Regions from separate parts of the Sus scrofa genome. Here region 1 is linked to region 2. Evidence: chromatin contacts called from public HiChIP or PLAC-seq data. All regions are on one chromosome and are shown on one strand. The core of a region is the stretch at or near the end of the contact, and the rest is flanking DNA. Distances in the headings are between cores, read along the strand shown. Region 1 holds the start of IRS1 (insulin receptor substrate 1). Region 2 has its middle 340 kb from the start of IRS1.

What was found. HiChIP or PLAC-seq counts read pairs in DNA pulled down with a chosen protein or histone mark.
Region 1: an H3K27ac HiChIP or PLAC-seq map of skeletal muscle shows a contact between it and region 2, with 7 times the contacts expected there. The contact joins the promoter of IRS1 here to the enhancer-like site in region 2. A contact is called at or near these places in 4 of 47 Hi-C or Micro-C datasets (heart right ventricle, psoas muscle and skeletal muscle) and 2 of 2 datasets of contacts at active chromatin or transcription factors (alveolar macrophages and skeletal muscle).

Annotation. Positions count from the first base shown.
Region 1 is chr15:128,305,142-128,311,362 of Sscrofa11.1, reverse strand. It overlaps IRS1 (insulin receptor substrate 1), which reads left to right and starts at 4,079. Exons shown (of 2, transcript NM_001244489.1): 1 at 4,079-6,221. The coding sequence starts at 4,079.
Region 2 is chr15:127,965,908-127,972,349 of Sscrofa11.1, reverse strand. No RefSeq gene overlaps it. Among named protein-coding and RNA genes, the nearest start is that of IRS1, 340 kb to the left of the region's middle. Within about 2 kb of position 1,784, at least 2 of the 83 cell types and tissues checked have an H3K27ac peak or open chromatin away from gene starts, as enhancers often do. A contact at or near this core is called in skeletal muscle, where this site is marked.

The sequences.
Region 1 (6,221 bases), core at 2,830-5,329, 340 kb before region 2:
AAACACATGAATATTTCCATTTTACAGCTAATTGTAGACATACTGCCCAACAGTGCACCCATGACATGTAAAGTTTTAACTCCTGGAATCATAACTGCATTTGTCAACGTAGCTGTTCTAGTGTTTGGTTGAATCATTATCTCAGCTCTGGTAGTTTTAAAATGCACTTTAGCCTGCTACCCAAATCATCTGTAGCTGTCCTACAGATGGCAGCATTGAGCAATACATTTGGTGGGGCTGCTTTTTGGTTTCTGTGAATTTTCAGTTAGGAGTCAATTTTTCATACAGTATATTTCACTACTGTACACCACAAGACTAATTTGGAGTATGGTGACAGGATAATACTTGTACCTGCTCAAAATTACTTCAGTTCAGTTTCTACAAAAGCATTTCTTTCTATTCTGTATATGAACCAAATGTGCATTTCCAGAGTTCTCTCAGTGCATTAATAAAAATGTAGAAAATGTGAAATTATCATATTAATAATTATAATAAATATTAACCACCTTTAACGTGGGTGGTAAAACATCAGCAGGTAGGGAGAAAGGACAATAACATCCTATGCTCAATGATTAGCTACCACGTGAAATCCATTGGTTTGGAAAAAAATGGCACAGCAATCTGGCTTATTTCACGACTTCTTATGAATATTTTAGCCACCGAAACTGAATTTCTGCTTTAAGCGGAAATTCTTTCCCACTGAGATTTTTTTTAAAAAAGCTTTTATAATAATTAGTTTTATGTGATCAAAATCCTAATCTTTCTGTGATGATTATTCTAGAATATTTGCAAATTTTAAGTTGATCTTCCAGACCTCTCTTTCCAGGAAAGGGTACTTTGTTTTCCATAGAGGTATATTTCTTTTTTCTTTCTTTCTTTTTTTTTTTTTTTTAGCTTTGGGGAGGAGGGTTGGGGAAATCATTTCAAAAGTAAATAGATTTGGTTTGTTTTTCCTATAAAATGTGAAATATTCTCCACCCCCATCCGGCGCTAAACATCAAACCTGTAAAAAGCCCTTTGGCCTTAGATTACACTGTTACTAGTAAACAACTGTTTTATCTTTTTTTTTTTTTTTTTCCTCTCCAAATGTAAAACCAGTTACTTTACTACTAACTTCGGACTACCCCGCTCCGCATCCCTCTTCTCTGCTCACCACAAAGCTCGCTATTACCCCAGAATCTCGGTCACTGTTACTGCCGCCTCGTTACCAGATTCTATCTGCTATTTATAGCTTTGCTGTAGTGGGCACGTGTGCCCACATCACCAGGCTGTCAGAGATAGAGAAGGACGGGCTTTCAATTCAACAGCGTATACACAAATTACAGATTAACCAGGTTGAAGTGAGGCTGCACGATGGCAGGGAACACTGTGAGGGAAGAAATGAGAAGCTCCTTGGCTTCGGTGGGCAGTAGCCCCTCTTCAGATACTGGCTTCCCCCAGTTCACATATCGTACGCTGCTGAATGGCGCCTTTGGTTCTTTTTCGTTTCTTTCTTTTTTTCTTTTTTTCTTACTACGCTTTGCAACCTACCTTGGTACCCTCACCCTCTCTCCCTACGTCCCCTCCTGCCAAACAAGGCCTGAGAGACAGGCAGTCCCACCAATCAGCAGGCTCCCCCAAGAAACTCCCCGCCCCTCACCCTGGTATTAGGCCCAGGCGCGCTCCTCCACCGCCCAGTCCGTCCGAACACTGAGCATGCCCAGTGCCCTACTGCTGCTTTTCCCCGCGAGCAGGGTCTCCAGCGCTGAGAGGGGGCGGAGACCCCAAACCCGCCAGGAATGGGGTGGGAAAATAAGATAAGCCCTAAACAGAGGGGCTAGCGTCATTTTCTAAAGGGTCCTTAATGCCAGCTGGACAAGCAGAGGGCAGCCTGCTTGTTTACAGGTCAGCTTAAAAAAACACAAAAACTTTAGGGGATCATTTGCTTGTGGTGAGCCTGATACCGCAAGGTAACTGTGTAAGAGTCTGTCCTTCTCATGAAGAACTCATTTTCCTGTACAGTTGAGCTGGCACCATTCTTGTTTTCTCCCGATTATCCTTGTGGTCAAGGGTAAAAACGTTATGGGGTGGTTCAGTGGGTGTGGAAGCTGTGTGTGAAACAAACACTTCAGGCAGTATTTACATAGTAGGGTTTTGGCCTTACAAACCCTCTGTAGGTCCCTAACATCTTTTGGAAGTCATAAATAGATTTCGGAGTATGACGAGGGGCTGGCGTCTCATTTTTCTCCCCAAGCCTTCATCCCAAGGTGCGAATCCCCGCCCCCTCGCTGGGGGTGGGGTGGGGAAAAGGAGAAACTGGATATTTACGTTTTCTTCCTAATTGATCTGCTGCTAACACCGCAACGCGGGAGGTACAACGCTTCTCAGAGATCCCTCTTGTTCTCGAGTGCCCATAACCCCCCAATCACTGCCCTTGGGCGTTCCTTTGAGGTACCTCACTGCCGCAAATGCGGGGATTCCAAGGTGGAAGGCTGGCTCCTAAGTCCTTTAGAAAACCTCGCAAAAACAAAGATTTCACTATGGCCTATCACCCTGAAACTGAAATCCAGCTTTTATATTTCCAGGGAGAAAAAACCTCCCTCCGGAAGAGTCGATCTTACCTGTTAGGAAAGATTTAGCCCAGCTCCCGCGCCCCCTCCTCCCGGACCCTCCCAGGCTAGGCTCTGTAGCCGCAGTGCCCGCCCCCCAACTCCCCGCCCGTCGCCCCCCACCCTCACTCCTGCGTCTTCCCGAGTTCGGCACACGCACACCCCCCGTTTTCCCAGATTCCCCTCGTGCTTTCGGGTAGCCACCCAAACACCCCCGCCCGCGCCCGCGGCGGGGATTCCTGCGGGCCGGGGGCACCCTGGGTGGCGCTCGGGGAGGAAGGCTCTGCGCCAGGGCGGGCGGCCGCGCAGGGGCGCTGCCCGAGCGCAGCGCTGAAGCCGGCGCGGGCGCCTCTGCGGCACGACCGGGGGGCGGAGAGGGGCGGGCGCGGGGCGGGCTCAACCGGGAATGTAGAGACCCAGGCGGGAGCCTCCCGGCGGCGGCGGCGGCAGCCGGGCTGCGGAGCGCGGAGGCTCCATCACGTGTTTCTCTCCTGAGTGAGACGGCGGCGCGGTCGGAGGGGGCCGACGCGCAGAGCCAGACGCCGCTGCTTGTTTTGGTTGGGGCTCTCGGCAACTCTCCGAGGAGGAGGGAGGCGGGGAGAAGTAACTGCTGCAGCAGCGCCTCCCGGGGAAGAGGCGTCTTCCCCGACTCCTTCCCCAACCTCCCCCCTTGCCTCCCGCCCTCGTCCCCTCCCCTCCTCCCCTGCCGACTGGAGCGAGGGGCAGGGATGAGCCTGTCCCTCCGGCGCGTCCCCAGCTCCCCAGTAGCGTTTTGCGTGGAAAAGCCACTTTCTTCGCCTGTGGAGATGGGCCCGAATGGGGGCTGCAGAGGACGCGTCCGCGGGCGGCGGCAGCAGCAGCAGCAACAGCCGCAGCGCCGCGGTCTCTGCGACTGAGCTGGTATTTGGGCGGCTGGTGGCGGCGGGGACGGTTGGGGGGTGGGAGGAGGCGGAGGAGGAGGCGAAGGAGAAGGAGGAGGGAGAACCCCGTGCAACGTTGGGACTTGGCAGCTCGCCTCCCCCTGCCCAAGGATATTTAATTTGCCTCGGGAATCGCTACTTCCAGAGGGGAACTCAGGAGGGAAGGCGCGCGTGCCTGGAGGGGCAACGCGGGGACCCCCGGCCGCCGCCGCCTGCGCGCCGGACTCCAGCCCTGGCGGCGAGCGATGCATCTTCTCTCCTTCCCAGCCGCGGCGGCTGAGAAGAGATTTGGCTCCCCGAGGATCCGGGCTGCACTCACGCCGGACGCGCTGCCTCCCCCCAGGGCATGAAACGCCAGTAAACTCCGGTCGGGGCTATCTCCTTGGCGCAGCTGCTGCGTCCTCCCTCGGCTGCCCCTCCCCGGCGCGGAGGGCGGCGTGGATTTCGGAGTCGGGGTTTCTGCCGCCTCCAGCCCTGTTTGCATGTGCGGGGCCGCGGCGAGGAGCCTCCGCCCCCCACCCGGTTGTTTTTCGGCGCCTCCCTCTCCTCGGCGGCGGTGGCGGCGGCAGCATGGCGAGCCCTCCCGAGACGGATGGCTTCTCGGACGTGCGCAAGGTGGGCTACCTGCGCAAACCCAAGAGCATGCACAAGCGCTTTTTCGTGCTGCGGGCGGCCAGCGAGGCTGGGGGCCCCGCGCGCCTCGAGTACTACGAGAACGAGAAGAAGTGGCGGCACAAGTCGAGCGCCCCCAAACGCTCGATCCCCCTGGAGAGCTGCTTCAACATCAACAAGCGGGCGGATTCCAAGAACAAGCACCTGGTGGCCCTCTACACCCGGGACGAGCACTTTGCCATCGCGGCGGACAGCGAGGCCGAACAGGACAGCTGGTACCAGGCCCTCCTGCAGCTGCACAACCGTGCCAAGGGCCACCACGACGGGGCCGCAGGCCCCGGGGCGGGAGGCGGTGGGGGCAGCTGCAGTGGCAGCTCTGGCCTCGGCGAGGCTGGGGAGGACTTGAGCTACGGAGACGTGCCCCCAGGACCCGCCTTCAAGGAGGTTTGGCAGGTGATCCTGAAACCCAAAGGCCTGGGTCAGACAAAGAACCTGATTGGCATCTACCGCCTCTGCCTGACCAGCAAGACCATCAGTTTCGTGAAGCTGAACTCGGAGGCGGCGGCTGTGGTGCTGCAGCTGATGAACATCAGGCGCTGTGGCCACTCAGAGAACTTCTTCTTCATCGAAGTGGGCCGTTCTGCAGTGACGGGACCCGGGGAGTTTTGGATGCAGGTGGATGATTCTGTGGTGGCCCAGAATATGCATGAGACAATCCTGGAGGCCATGCGGGCCATGAGCGATGAGTTCCGCCCTCGAAGCAAGAGCCAGTCCTCCTCTAACTGCTCCAACCCCATCAGTGTACCTCTGCGCAGGCACCACCTCAACAACCCTCCGCCCAGCCAGGTGGGGCTGACCCGCCGCTCACGCACAGAGAGCATCACTGCCACCTCCCCGGCCAGCTTGGTGGGCGGGAAGCAGGGCTCCTTCCGCGTCCGTGCGTCCAGTGATGGGGAAGGCACCATGTCTCGCCCCGCCTCTGTGGACGGCAGTCCTGTGAGCCCTAGCACCAACAGGACTCACGCCCACCGGCATCGAGGCAGCTCCCGGCTGCACCCGCCTCTTAACCACAGCCGCTCTATTCCCATGCCTTCCTCTCGCTGCTCACCCTCCGCCACCAGCCCGGTCAGCCTGTCGTCCAGCAGCACCAGCGGCCATGGCTCCACCTCGGACTGTCTCTTCCCGCGGCGGTCTAGTGCTTCTGTGTCCGGGTCCCCCAGTGACGGCGGTTTCATCTCTTCCGATGAGTATGGCTCTAGCCCCTGTGATTTCCGAAGTTCCTTCCGCAGTGTCACGCCGGATTCCCTGGGCCACACCCCGCCCGCCCGCGGTGAGGAGGAGCTGAGCAACTACATCTGCATGGGGGGCAAGGGGGCCTCCACCCTCGCTGCCCCCAATGGCCACTACATTTTGCCTCGGGGTGGCAATGGCCACCGCTGCCTCCCAGGAGCTGGCTTGGGCACGAGCCCAGCCCTGACCGGGGAGGAAGCAGGCCCTGCATCTGATCTGGATAATCGGTTCCGAAAGCGGACTCACTCTGCTGGCACATCCCCTACTATTTCCCACCAGAAGACCCCATCCCAGTCCTCTGTGGCTTCCATTGAGGAATATACAGAGATGATGCCGGCCTACCCACCAGGAGGTGGCAGTGGAGGCCGGATGCCCAACTACCGGCACTCCGCCTTCGTGCCCACCCACTCCTACCCTGAGGAGGGTCTGGAAATGCACCCCTTGGAGCGGCGTGGGGGTCACCACCGCCAAGACACCTCCAGCCTCCACACCGATGATGGCTACATGCCCATGTCCCCAGGAGTAGCCCCAGTGCCCGGCACCCGAAAGGGCAGTGGGGACTACATGCCCATGAGCCCCAAGAGCGTGTCTGCCCCGCAGCAGATCATCAACCCCATCAGACGCCACCCCCAGAGAGTGGACCCCAATGGCTACATGATGATGTCCCCCAGCGGCAGCTGCTCTCCTGACATTGGAGGTGGTCCCAGCAGCGGGGGCAGCAGCAGCGGTGCCGCCCCTTCTGGGAGCAGCTATGGCAAGTTATGGACAAATGGGGTAGGGGGCCACCACTCTCACGCCCTGCCACACCCCA
Region 2 (6,442 bases), core at 535-3,034:
TCATAGTTTTTCTCCCTTTGTCACTTTTACATCTCTTGTTAGAGGAGTTGCTGACACAACAGGACATGCTGATGTCCCAAGCAAACTAACTTTTCAGAACCACAGATCCCAGGGAGATGCAAAATTGATTGCTTTCTCTGCAATACCTATTTTCTCTGAGCATGTAGCCAATTATGCTTTTCAGTGTTTGTTGGTTGTGCCAACCTCCTTGAGCCAAACAATTTCCTGATTTAAAATCTCATATGAGGAACCTCCATACTGTTTTCCATAGTGGTTGTACCAATAGACCATGATGGAAGCTAAGAAAGGGAATGTGTGTGTGTGTGTGTGTGTGTGTGTGTGTGTGTGTGTGTGACTGGGTCACTTTGATATAGAGCAGAAATTGGAATATCACTGAAAAACAGCTATACTTTAATTAAAAAAAAATAGAAATTCCTGTTGTGGCTCAGCAAGATAAGAACCTGACAGGCTTCTTGAGGATGTGGGTTGATCCCTGGCCTTGCTCAATGGGTTAAGGATCCAGCGTTGCTGCAAGCCACAGCATAAGTCGAAGATATGGCTCAGTTCTGGCATTGCTGTGCTGTGTCTGTGGCATATGCCTCAGCTTCAGCTCCAATTTGACCCCTGGCCAGGGAACTTCAATATGCCTCAGGTGTGGCCACTAAAAAAAAAAAGGGTTAAAAAAAATTCATATGATCTCGTTTTCTATTTACCCTTTGGATTGAAGGAATTTATGTGGTTGATTTCATTTCCGAAACTGGGAAACAGAAAGATTAGAGTTTATAGTAAATTACCCACCCACCTGTTCCCACAGACTTGGCTTTCCTCTACAACTTTACCGGGTCATCAAAATACAGAACCTATGGGGTTGCATCATAGCCTGGCTAAGAATGAGGACTCAAGTATCAGATTGTATGACCTTGGGTATATAATTAAGTTCTCTAATAATTAAAGAAGCATCAGTTTCCTTATTTGTGATATTTGGATAGTAATATTATTACTGTATAGAATATTTGTAAAGAGAAGATAAATAATGGGTTAAGAATGCATAGAATTGTACCTGATTCATCGTAAGCGGTCAGAACATGCTCGTTCTTATTGCCATAGCTCCTGTGCTTAAAAAAACTGAAACAAATTGTTTATGAAATAAGACCGAGTGCTGGCCAGAAGAATCCTAATAAACCTTACTTGCAGTACTTCCTTAATAAAACATTAATCAAAATGTTTAATATACATCTCTATAGAAACGAGTACAAAATTTATTTCACAAAGAATTGCTTTCCCTGGGTATATGTGTAGTGTTGGCAAAGTTGACACAAATGAAGCCCTGTTTTCAGGAGCTCACAATCTAATAGACGGGATGGACCAATTAATAAATTGCGAAGTTTTAAACAATAAAATAAATTATAACGACAAAATTCATATTGGTGCCGAATTTACCTAATGAACAATTATTGTACTGCTAGAACATGGCAGAAATATAGAATGTCAAAGTTATCAAGAACTTAATGCCAAAGTGAGTTTTATTTTAGCTTTGAATTGAATAATCTGATGAGTCAGGATTGATATCTCTTGACACATCTTAAATGCTCTGTTTGAAGAAACCCTTGTATTTTTTTCCGACAGAAGACAGAAAACCATTGCATATATTAAATTGCATTGCCTTACATGGTTTAGGAAAGTGAGGCCAAAAAACATCTACCGGATATTCTACTAACTGCTGTTTATGTGAGCCCACAGAAAGAATTAGTTTGCACATCCATATCAAATGCCCACATGCTCCACTCCCCAATTCTTTATATAGCTGTCATGAAACAAAGATATGCCTAATCGGCTTTGCCAGAAGTAAGGGATAAGCTGTCTTTTTTTTTTTCTTTCCATCTTCACTGGCTGCAACTCTAATTCCTAATTTTATATAGAATACTTAGCTTCCTCTAATAAAGATCCCTGTTAAAAAGAATCCACATACAGATGCAATTTTGCATATGGTCTTCAAAAAGCAATGGCATGCTGGAAGTCTCTGGTGTTGTAGAAACTTATGGTTTAGGACACGTGACTGGCATTTCCTTTAGGGGCGTAAGTGGCTCCAGTGGCTCAAGATAGAATGCCACTCTACGCCTGGTATTACATTATGCACCGTCAGAAACCCTGACACTGATTTATTATTATGACTGATGTATTTTACACCATCTAATCTCTTACACAAAATAGATTCTAACTTAGTTCCAAATATTGTTTCACTAATAAGAAGCAACCCAGACATATCTAAGTAGAGTCATGGTATTCAGCGCAATTAAATTTTGTTTCCAACATTTTAGGGAATGCCACTTAAATTTTTCCTTTATTTCTTCTGTTCTTATAGATTTTCCTATAGAAGTCAGATTTTAATAAGAGGACAATATAGTTGGAACTGTGCACTCTAACTTTTATTGCACTTTGCATAACAAAATTGAATTTGTTGAATCTGCAAAATAGAGATAATATGTAGTTAAACTTGGCATTTGAAAAATCTTGTGACTTTCCACCCAAGTGGTGGATAATGTTATTCCTGTCACAAATGAATGGTAACAACTTAGAATCTTATGATCACAGATTAATTTTTTTAAATGTTGTTTACTACAGAGTTTGTTATTGAAGTTTCTCTCTGGGTTATATATTTATTTTCTGAGAAATAAGTATGCAGTAGAGAAGGATGAAAGTAGGAAATCTTAGTGTTTAGCAAGAATACTCTTATGTCACATTATACTCAGAGCACTGCATTCATCGTTTGTTCTTTTTCTTTCTTGCATTTTCAGTCACCTTTTTTTCCTCTTAGGATATTCTTCTGAGAATAGATTGATGTTAGGACTCATTTGGTTCCAAAAGATATATGGTCGAATCTAAGATTTCTTAGGCAAAATGGGCCATGTATTGACTCATGCAAAGTATAGTGTGTAGGGCTGGCTTCAAGTGAGGCTTGAGTTAGATGCTTAAAAGATGGCATTTTCCGTTTTAGTCTCTGGACTCAGGTTCCACTTGGATCCATTCTCATGCAGGTTCCCTCTTTTAATATCAAAGTGACTGCCTAAGGATGCATTACAGTCGCAAGTGCAACTAAATAGAGCATCTTTTCCTAGAAGATCCGAAGTCCATGCTTCTCCTTATTTTGGATGGACTCCTGTGCACCGCTCTGAACTAGGCTAGTGGTTTGCATTTGCCAAATTGCCACTTTTGAGTGGAATTAGGGATATACTTGGCTAAGGGGTGATCGGAATGTAAATACTCAAATAATATTTGGGAGCTAGTATTAGAAAAAGGGGAAGTGCATGAAGAGCCTGAAAACAAACAAACATAAACATTACCACCACAGAAGGGGCATTTGGGTGTTCCTACCAGTGACAATTTAGGCTGTGGTATGAAGATTAAGTGTAGGTATCTTTGGAGGCACTCAAGCTTTTCTAATGCATGCACCTAATAGTCCTAGACTTTGGTTTACCAGAGTCATTGCTGCCTCTCTCTGAACAATGTGATTGTGGACACAACAATTTTCTCAGTCTGGTATCATAGCCTGAATAACGTGCTTCATGGCACATCAGCTTCCCTTTGTTCTCTCTTTCTTCACCTCTGCTATTTCTCTTCCTTTCCACTTTGAGGGGTGCCCTTCCTCGAGCTTTCTTATCACATTTAGTACTCAGATAATTCATACTGTGGTTTGTACTAGACTAGTGCAACTTGCATATAAGCCTTACAGGGTATGAACTTTTGAAGCTTGATCTTTATTAAGGAAAGTATTAGCAAACTGATTTCAATGGCAAGAAGTGTCATGGATACAGAGGCCTCTTCCTAGGGTCAGTGGAAATCTTTTGCCAAATACCCTAATGGCCTGGCAGTTAAGGATTTGATGTTGTCACTGTTGTGGCCCAGGTTCATTGCTCTGTTTTGCCTTGGATCTTAGGCCCAGGAATTTCCACATGTCATAGGCACAGCCAAAAAAAAAAAAAAAAAAATGCGCTTATGAAGCTCACATGTAAAGCCAGCCCAAATGGGGAAGAAAGAGGGTATTGGTTGAATGAGATTGGGCACAGATCACATTTTAGAGCATTCTAGAAATTTTCGTGTTGAGGTCATCCCTCTACCTTGGGGTCTGTCTAGGAAGGGTACTGAAATAATACTGTATTCTCCACTTTTTTGATTCAAAAAAAAAGATTTGGGTTGTCTTCCCTTAGAGAGCCAGGAAGTAATCAGTCTTATGAAGAAATATTTTAGAGCAGCATTTCTCAAATTCCAATGTGTATGCAAATCACCTGGGAATCTTGTTAAAATGCAGATTCTGTCTGTAGATCTGTGATTCTGCGTGTCTATTAGAAAAGCAGTGAGTGAAGCCAAGGCTGCTGCTGGTTCCCAGACTACATGTTGAATAGCAAATCTCTAGTAATTGTGCTGTCTGATATAGTAGTCACCAACCACATGTGAATAGTTAAATTTAATAAAATTAAATAGTTTCATATTTAGGTTCGCTAGCCACATTTTAAGTGCTCAGTCACTGCTCATGCCTGGTGCCTGCAGTATGGGACAATGTAGAATAAAACATTGCCATAATCTCGGAAACATCCATTGGACAACTTTGCTCTAGACGATGGAGAGTCCAACTCTAGAGCACATGGCTTCTTGAAATTTCAAGGTAGCACCATTTTCTGGAGAAGTGGCCTGTGTTTTCCAAAGGTGCAGAACCAAAAGGCTAGCACTCACTAAGCCATGGTGTAATCCAAAGTATAGGAGGAGTTTTCTAGCGACTCAGTGGACTAAAGATCTGGCATTGTCACCACTATGGCTCAGGTCACTGCTATGGCGTGGGTTTGATCCTTGGCCCAGGAACTTCCACATACAGGGGGTACAGCCAAAAAAACAAACAAACAAATGAAAAACAAAAAACAAAACCAAACAAAGTTAAAAAACCTTTTAAAAAATAATGTTTAGGGGATTTCTCAAGATATTTATTTGCCTGTTTGCACATAGATGTCCATCTTCACAATGCAGCAAGACACATGCATACAATTTAGCATTTAGCTTCAATTACCGGCTGTGGTTCTTGTTCTGGTATTCTTGATAAATGTTTTGATTAAATAATTTTAAAACTGTCTAGTAGCTCCTTATCTATTTAGAATTCTTTTTTTTTTTTGGTCTTTTTGCCTTTTCTAGGGCCGCTCCTGCGGCATATGGAGATTCCCAGGCTAGGGGTCTAATCAGAGCTGTAGCCACTGGCCTACACCAGAGCCACAGCAACACGGGATCCCAGCCGTGTCTGAAACCTACACCGAAGTTCACAGCAACGCTGGATCCTTAACCCACTGAGCAAGGGCAGGGACCGAACCCGCAACCTCATGGTTCCTAGTCGGATTCGTTAACCACTGAACCACGATGGGAACTCCTATTTAGAATTCTTATGTGGCAATGACATATATTGCAACACAGGTAAAAATTAAGAATTGAAAATGCTGTTAGTAGCCAAACAACAGCAGCAAACAAAAACTTAGCTATGATTCAACTAAACACACAACTGTAAAACACTCTTATGCATATGGCAATCCATTGGTCTTGGTGGTAAGGGAATAACCTGGTCTCTGTTCTCAAGGTAGGCTTATGAAGTTTGACCTTACACACAATTGGCTCCTCTTTCATTAGAGCTTATTAATTTCAATTTCTTAGAGGAGCAGGGTATACCAATGTCCCAGGTGACACTTAGCTCCTTCCAATTTAGCTCTGGAGCCCTTTTCCAGAGTATAAATGTCAGTACCTTACGCATGGCACTTGAGAATGCCTCCTGAGCACAGGAGGGCTTGTGTAATTCAGCCAATCCTCTTCTTTGGATTTGCTTCAATACAGACAGGACCTTTGTGGTGATAAGTGCATGGCACACTTCTCAACGCGTCTCCGTGACAGAGACGCAGTTTGGATTTTGGCGTCACTAGTTCTCTGGTTCTGTTCCTCCAGGGTCACATGAGTCTTTGGTATTTCTGTCTCCTGGGAGCTGGCATGACAAGTATACATTTGGCCTTAGTGTGTGGTTACATGAGATCACTGGTCCCCATGTGGACATGGGGTGAATTCTCTCAAGTTCCTGTAAGGATAAGTGCAGTGCATTTTGGCTACATGATAAGGTTAAGATGCTCAAGGAGATTCTCCCTCACACTGGCATAACTGAGTACTCAAGAAAGGGAGTTAGATCTACAAAATAGAAACAGACTCAGGAGCATAGAGAATAGACTTTTTGTTGCCAAGGGGGAAGGAGGAGGGCGTAGGATGGATGGGAATTTGGGGTAGGTAGATGCAAATTATTATAGTGAGAATGGATAAGCAATGAGGTCCTACGGTACAGCACAGGGAACTATATCCAATCTCTTGGGATAAAACATGATAGAAAGTAGTATGAGAAAAATCATGACTGGGTCATTAAGCTGTAAAG